2 separate regions of the Astyanax mexicanus genome follow, and region 1 is linked to region 2. Evidence: chromatin contacts called from public Hi-C data. All regions are on one chromosome and are shown on one strand. Each heading gives the region's core, a stretch centred on a gene start, on an enhancer-like site or on the middle of the called end of the contact. The rest is flanking DNA. Distances are from core to core; before and after follow the strand shown. Region 1 overlaps foxp2 (forkhead box P2). Region 2 holds the start of foxp2 (forkhead box P2).

Evidence for each region. Hi-C and Micro-C count contacts between places; a contact is called where the count stands out from the background.
Region 1: a contact with region 2 is called in a Hi-C map of muscle, with 5 times the contacts expected there. The contact joins the enhancer-like site here to the promoter of foxp2 in region 2. A contact is called at or near these places in 2 of 3 Hi-C or Micro-C datasets (both in muscle).

Annotation. Positions count from the first base shown.
Region 1 is chr2:13,864,634-13,868,577 of AstMex3_surface, reverse strand. The region is part of intron 3 of foxp2 (forkhead box P2); the gene reads right to left. Among protein-coding and RNA genes, the nearest start is that of foxp2, 39 kb to the right of the region's middle. Within about 2 kb of position 1,682, the one cell type or tissue checked has an H3K27ac peak away from gene starts, as active enhancers do.
Region 2 is chr2:13,825,052-13,828,954 of AstMex3_surface, reverse strand. foxp2 (forkhead box P2) reads right to left here and starts at 1,627. Exons shown (of 18, transcript XM_049473413.1): 1 at 1,228-1,627.

The DNA of each region.
Region 1 (3,944 bases), core at 433-2,932, 40 kb before region 2:
GGAGGCCTCCTGCGGAGCCGGGGTCTGCCGCTCTCCGCTCGCCTCGCAGGATCCCTGCACAGGAGTTCGCACATGTGACTTCCATTTGTGACTCTGGCCGGCCGCCCAACAGGACATCCCCGAGTGAGTGTTTGCTCGACTCAATATCAACAGGGCGAGTAAGCAGCTCCAGGGAAGGGCCCTGATTCAGTTCCTATTGAAAATAAACCAGCACACATTCGTAAGGGCTGGAATATCAACACGCACAAGCAGGAGTCACATATACAGCACTCACTCAGCACAGAGCTCACTCTCTTTCTTTCTCCCCCTCAGTCTCTCTCTCTCTCTCTTTCTCTCTCTCTCTCGTGCTTAATGATACCTGCACCACTCCAGCAGCTGCAGGGAGAATTGAAGTATACATTACAGCAGAGAAATAAAAGAGACAGAAATGATAGAAGTCAGACAGTTCAAGCTGACCGGCCACTTCAAACAGAAAGCCCCGGCGAACGCGACAGACACTCCAGGTTAAATTGGCTCTTCTGCACCTTCCCTTAAAATGTGGGTTTCTTCAAAAGCGCATTTGAATTAGACGAGTTGATGAAATCAAAGACTTGACTGTGTGGGTAAATTTATACAAGCAAGTACACCTCACAGCAGTTTACCTATTATGCAGCAGATTGGAGCAAGATGAAAGCGTGCTGCATGACAGCCTACTTCCCTTTTCACACACAAGATATTATCATATTGTAAAGGCTGCAATTTGTATTAGATTCACATTGGGGGAAAACGTAGGTGACAGGACTTGATACGCTCAAGGCTGCCAAACTTATAATCAGATGAAAGGATATGCGATGAGGACTGGATAACAGCCACTCGACACATTCAGTGCGCTGACAAATAAAAACAACAAAAAAACCCTCCAAATACACTCATCCATTTTGGCTGAGCACTGTTAAATAAATAGAGAGAGAGCGGGAAAGCAAAAGACAAAAGAGAGGGGGGAGGAAGAAAAAAAAAAACGAGACTGAGTAAGTGACAAGAAATAATATACTTGTGCATTTGACTTCGCCATCAGATCCACAGGAATTAAGAGCAAGTTCAGTGCAATGAGAAAAAAAGGAGGAGAGAGAAAGAGTTAAAGCAAGAGAGAGAGAAAGAGCTAGAGAGAGAGAGAGAGAGAGAGAGAGAGAGAGAAAGAGAGAGAGAGAGAGGGGATCCAGGATACTCTCACATTACATCAGGGCTCAGTACTACCATTGACCTCATCCATTCAGCAGTTTAAGTCTATTCAAACAGACACAAATTAAAGCAAAAGAGGGGAAAAAAAACGTAAAAAAAAAAGAAAACGAAGGAAAATTAATTCAAGAAAATGGCATCCCACCAAAGAATAATAAACTCATTATATGGAAATTTCAAACCTAACCGTTCTCCATGCCGCTGCTAATTTAAACCTAATTTTTACTAGCCACTAATTCGGCGAGGGCGGGGAAAGGAATTACATCTGGAGGTAATTCACTGCATGGAACTGAGCCCAGTGGAGGCTACCCAGAGAGAGAGAGGGAGAGAGAGAGAGAGAAATAAAGTGGGGAGTGGGGGCAGCAGGGTTCCGGTCTCTGAAAACTGCAGAATGTTTTCATAGTGCTGTCATCAGACAGGGCTTAGAGCAGACATAGGTGTTGCATGTGCAGAGAAACGGCCAGGGATACTCTCAGCTCATCCCAGGAGGAGTCGAGCGCACTCGCACTGTCTGCTGAGCACTGGAGCAAAGGCCATTTCAGACTCTGAGGGAACTGCAGGGTGGTGCAAACGGGTCACGTCTAATAATAGTGTTTACAAACAGCATTTATCTGGTTGTGCAATCAGCATGCTCAACATTAACAGCTAAAAAATATCTCACTCAGTACACTCTACACACTCAGTACACTCAGGACTGCGTAACTGTGATAATACAGCTTAAGAACTGTAACCATTAAGTCTTACGGATGATAATGTCAATATTGTTTTTACACATATATAATTCAGTATATATCAGTTAGCACAACTAATAAGCAATTACTTAATAAAAAAAGTAAACAATTTTGAAGAAAAGGTTTTAGCAAGAAAAGATTAAGCATACATTGGTACCACTTTAAAATGAGACTACCTTTATAAAGGGTTTATAAATGGTTTACAATTAGTTTATTAATGGTTACTAATTAGGTTGTAAATGCCTTAAAAATGAGTGAATACCATTAATAATCAGATATAACACATACTGTACATAGAAAGGGCAACAATATAGACGGCTGTGGATTTACTATTTGTCAAACAACAGGTCATTGTTGCCCTTTCTATTTATGTGTTATAACTGATTATTAATGATTTTTAAGACATTTACAACCTGATAAGTAACCATTAATAAACTAATTGTAAACCATTTATAAACCTTTTATAAAGGTAGTCTTATTTTAAAGTGGTACCGATAAATGTAATGTCTTGGATAATATCTTTAAAAAATTAATTAGACTTTATATTCAGAATAATTAAAAGTCAATATTTTCACTAAAAATGTTTTTTCTTCTTCTTACCACTAGGGGTGTGCCAAATCGTATCGAACGCAATAATATCGCATATTATTAACATTTTTGAATATCATTAATGATATTATACCCTGAAATATTGTGCCATATCACCCACCCCTAATTATCACACCAGGGTACTACTTTTTTGCTGTTTTCAGCAAAAGACAAAATTCACACAAGAAAGTGCTTATTTCCCGTTATATATCTACTACTAGAGTCAGATTTAATCTATCTAGTATCATTTATTTTACTTTAATCCTGGATATATGGAGATATATGGAGTGCGTTATTATTAGTATCATGGCATTGTGGACCATTGACTTCTGTTACAAATCTGATAAAATTCTTTGTGATATTATTTTAGGGCCATATCATCCACCCCTACTCACCACCCAATGGATTGATATCCCCATAGTGCACAATGCCACCATTGCTTACACTGAGGGCAACCATGTGCTAGCTCTGGGTATGGCTGGGCGATTTAGTTAAAATATATGATCACTTTAATAAAATGCAATTTAATGATACACAACATTATCATGAAGTTTCTTAACATGCAGACAAAATGCATCAGTTGGCAGATAAAAAAAACTGCTATTCAATTATTCTCCTATACTTAATACAGTGATTTTTTTCCACCTTTATTATGCACTTATTTAAACATTTAATCAAACAGGACTAATTACAGTGCTTAGTGTTCTTTAGGTACTGATGATATCCTTAATATATGCTCAGAAGTGTATCTTGTGAACCAGCTTAACAATATTTATCACAATATCCTTAAATATTGTCATACTGCTCACTGACTCACCAAGTCATAAAAAGAAAAAAACAATATAGCCTTTTAAATAGATTTCAGGGGATTGAACTGAAGATATTCCTATTCTAGGACCAAGGCATAGAGCGAATAAATCTTATTCTTAAACACTCAGCATGGAATGCCTTTACAGTTAACAGTTACAATAAAGTGGCTGCAGGTTGACACAAGTACTCAGCATTTTTTTGTGATCAAATCACAAAAAAATATTATTTAATTAAAGCTTACCATTATTAGTCAGATATGAGATTTCAGCCTTAAAACTGTTTAAGATATGGCAGGTCTTTCTAAAATTCACTGCTGAAAACTTCTTCCCTGCCAATGCAGTGCAGCCAATCAGTCATGCAGGGAGCTGGCACTTTTAAATTTGGCTCAATCTTGTTAAGACTCCAAACGGAAATCACCAAACAGTGTAAAAAAGAAGAAAAAAAGTGTCCTAATGTTTAGGATGCTTTAAAAGTGCATGTAAATTGGAAAAAATGCAGTAACTCCAATCATATACCACACAAAGAATGTTACAACGTGTGTTAAAGGCAGTCGCCGCTCTTGAATGCGATGGTCTTGCAGGAGAAAGAAACGCGACGCTG
Region 2 (3,903 bases), core at 378-2,877:
AATTAGCTAACTACTGTTCAATATAACCAGTCAATTAACAACTTTAAAAAAGGGAATACAATCTGTAATAATGTATATACACCATTTATTTTTTTTACATTTTTACCAGCTATTAAATAAAGTAATAACATGAAATGGGAAATGGAGAGGTATGCCACTACTACTGTAACTACTGTTTAGGGTTAACATTAATATAATATTAAGAAAAAATACAAGCTATAATACTGTATATAAACATATATATTTAATATATATTTTCTGCACATTTTTTTCACTAGCTTAACAGACATACATTATCTAGCCACTTTTATCTCTTAAGTTTTAACTGTTATTATTAATTTTTTTTTTGTTTTAAACTCTGCTTGCCTACACTGTTTTACATTTTTCTATTTTTAAACAAACTACTGGTAACAAGCTAAACAAATCTCGCTTTAATTTAGTTATTATAAACAGTGACGTTTAAAGGCTTTAATAGATAAAAACAGTAATTAAACAATATAATAGCTAGCTTAGTTAACTCTCTCTATCTCTTTTTCACTGCATCTGTCTCTCTCTATATCTCTCTGGCTGGGTCTCTCTGTTGATTAATGCTGCTGAGTGAGTGACCCACGCCGGACTGTGTAACTCTATAACTATATAGCGTTATGTTATATAAAATAGCATACTTTTTTATTTTTCCAGCTGCTGTTTATCCAGAACTACACTTTAGTCCTGTAAATAACTTTAGAGACATTGTTTTTAAGGCTTATAGAGGTAAACACGTCCTTAAACTCATATTTAAGACTGTATGTCGCTTTATATATCGTTAAATCATAGAAAGTTAGTTAGCGTAGTTAGCTAGCTATTTAACTAACATTAGCGTTAACCATAAGACTTCAGCAGAGTCTGTACTCCACTTCTTTTTACACGAAACTCCCCCTAAATAACGTAATACCTACACATTATCTATGATTTAAAGATATATAAAGCGATATAGAGTCTTAAATATGAGTATAAAAGCGTTTTCTACCTTAAAAAAGCCTTTAAAAACTCAGTTTCTCTAAAGTTCTCTAAAGGACTCAAGTGTAGTTGTGGATAAACAGCAGCTGGAAAAATAAAACAGGAGGAAAAAAGGGGGAAACACACACACACACCAGACACAGTCAGGAGTCTGGAGAAAAGAGCGATAAAAAGCAGTGAAGAAGAAGAAGAAGAGTGGAAGGAGTGTGGTGGAAGAGAGAAACTCACCAAAACACGCGCTTATTTCCTCCGTGGGTAGCAGCAACAAAAAACACAGAAAGCTCTGCGTGGAAACGCTGTTGTCGGCGCCGTGAGGGAAACGCGCACGTGAGCGCACAAGCTAATAATCATAAAAGCAGCTTTTTTTTCTTTCTTAAAAAAAAATGAACAACAAGCCGCAGAGTAAATAAAACGCCGAGGTATCCCTCCGCTCGGAGATGCACACGCGTTGCCTCCTGTCTTCAGTCAGCGCGCTGCTGTTATTACTAATGCAACACAGAAAAAAAGCACGCCGAGTACACTGAGTCCTGTTACAATGCTCTCGCACGAGGCGCAATACGAGGCAGCAGCTTGTTTTTTTTTTTTGGCGTTACGATTCACTACATCAAGATGTATTCCGCCGAGTATTTGGGGGACTAGCTGATTAGAAAGCAGACCCCCCCCCCCTCCCCCCCCAGGGGAGGCTCCTCCGCGGAGGAGGTTTTTTGTTATTTTTTGGAGTGCTGCGACCCCCCCAAGTGACGTCACGTCCACCTGCTCTGTAAACAACAAACAACAACAACAAAAATTAAAAAAAAAATCAGAGTTTAGAGACTTTCAGAGTTTAGGTTGTTTTATTACCAGCTAATAAAGTAATCCACTGATTTACTGAGCTTTCAAAGCCTCAGTGGTACACAAAGCAAAGAGTACAATAGAACAGCATTTCTGCATGTTTAATTAGAATTATATACAGTTTATATTATATAGCTCTGGAAAATACAAAAATAAAAAAATGATTTTTCTCTTTATAGGTATTTATGTTTGAGTAAAATGAATATTTTTAGTTTATTCTATAAACTACAGACAACATTTCTCCCAAATTCCAAATAAATATACTATCATTTAAAGCATGTATTTGCAGAAATCGAGAAATAACAGAAATAACAAAAAAAAAGATGCAGAGCTTTCAGACCTCAAATTATGCAAAGAAAACAAGTTCATATTATACAGTTTTGAATATTGATTTCAGAAATCCACCAAATATTTGGTGGAATGACCCTGGTTTTTAAACACAGTTTTCATGCATCTTGGCATGTTCTCCTCCACCAGTCTTACACACTGCTTTTGAATAACGTTATCAGCTTGGTTTGATGGCTTGTGATTATCAATCTAACTCTTAAGAGGTTTTCAGTTTGGTTAAATCAAAAAGACTCATCATTTTTAAGTTATCTCTTATTTTTGTCAGAGCTGTATATGTATGTGTGTGTGTGTGTGTGTGTGTGTGTGCTTATATATGCATAAATAAGCTTTACGTATAGAATTACGTATATATATTCTTCTTTTTTTTAACAAATTGAAATATTGTTGCTTATTTCAGGCTATAGCCTTTTTCTGTGCTTATTTTATTATGAAAATTGTATTTAGCACAAAATAGTTAATATCACAATGACACAAAACAGCTAAAAGACAAAAAAAATGCAAGTCGTCTTTCTGAATCTATCTGAATGTTACTATCAACACAAACCACAGCACACAATTATTTGAGCTACTTACTGATCACAACGTTAATCTCACTGTACAGAACTACAGTATTATTTGCATATTTACATATTGCACGTTTACGTTACATATGAATATTTAGCTAAAGCAGGCAGGTTTTCCTCATTCAGACTCGCGCACTGACCTTTGTGTTGAACAGGGAGAGAAAGTTTTCAGACGGGCAGATTTGTGCTAATCGCAGGTTAAATCCCTGATCCTGCAGTGTTGACTGCCATGGTAATTTGATATAAATAATTCAGGACAGTTTTCTTCCTCAAGTCTCTAAAACATCGAGCAAACACCGAGGAAAGGCTCTGTATTTGTCATAATTTCTGCTCGCGGTCATTTTAATGACAAATACGACGGGCAGCTTTTCAGCCCCACTATTTCCAGCTTCACTACTGATCAACACACATCTCTAATCCAGCACACGTAATTTACATTTTATTAATCATTACAAGATTAATTATGGAGAGATTTTTTTCCCGACTGCTTGAATTTAGAATTATTTTGAGATATTGGAGGTATTTATATATTTAATTATAAAATTTTAATAATATTTGTCATTTTCATTAAAAAAATGTATGCAATGAAACATTCCGTATTCAGATGTTTTAAATAACCATGTAAAAAATGCATTTTTAAATGTTATATTAGGCTAATATATAAGAGGTGTCTAAAAAACGAAATAAAAAAAATAAAAAACCTTTTTATATCAGCAATGCTGTTTTCGCACATCTGGATAGAAGCAGGTGTATCTTCCCATCAGCAGGTGTACGCTGTGTTACTATAATTGTTTAATATAGTTGTTATTTTTTTATATGATGAATATGAGCTTTATTGTCTCACCGCTGTCTGTTTTCGTTGATTACATCACTACAAATTTAGCGACGCAGCTCCGTGAGAAAAAATGAGCAGAAAACAGAGAGTCTGGAAATCACTGTAAGAGACTCTGAGGGCTGAAGAGTTGCGTGTTGCTGCCACCTATCGGCCCTGTTTAATCCTGCCCCTCTCGAGACTATACTCCACATACAGCTCTGAAAAAAAAAATAAGAAAGCACCTAAAAATGATGAGTTTCTTTGATTTTACCTAATTGAAAACCTCTGAAATATAATCAAGAGGAAGAGGAAGATGGATGATCACAAACCATCAAACCAAGCTGATCT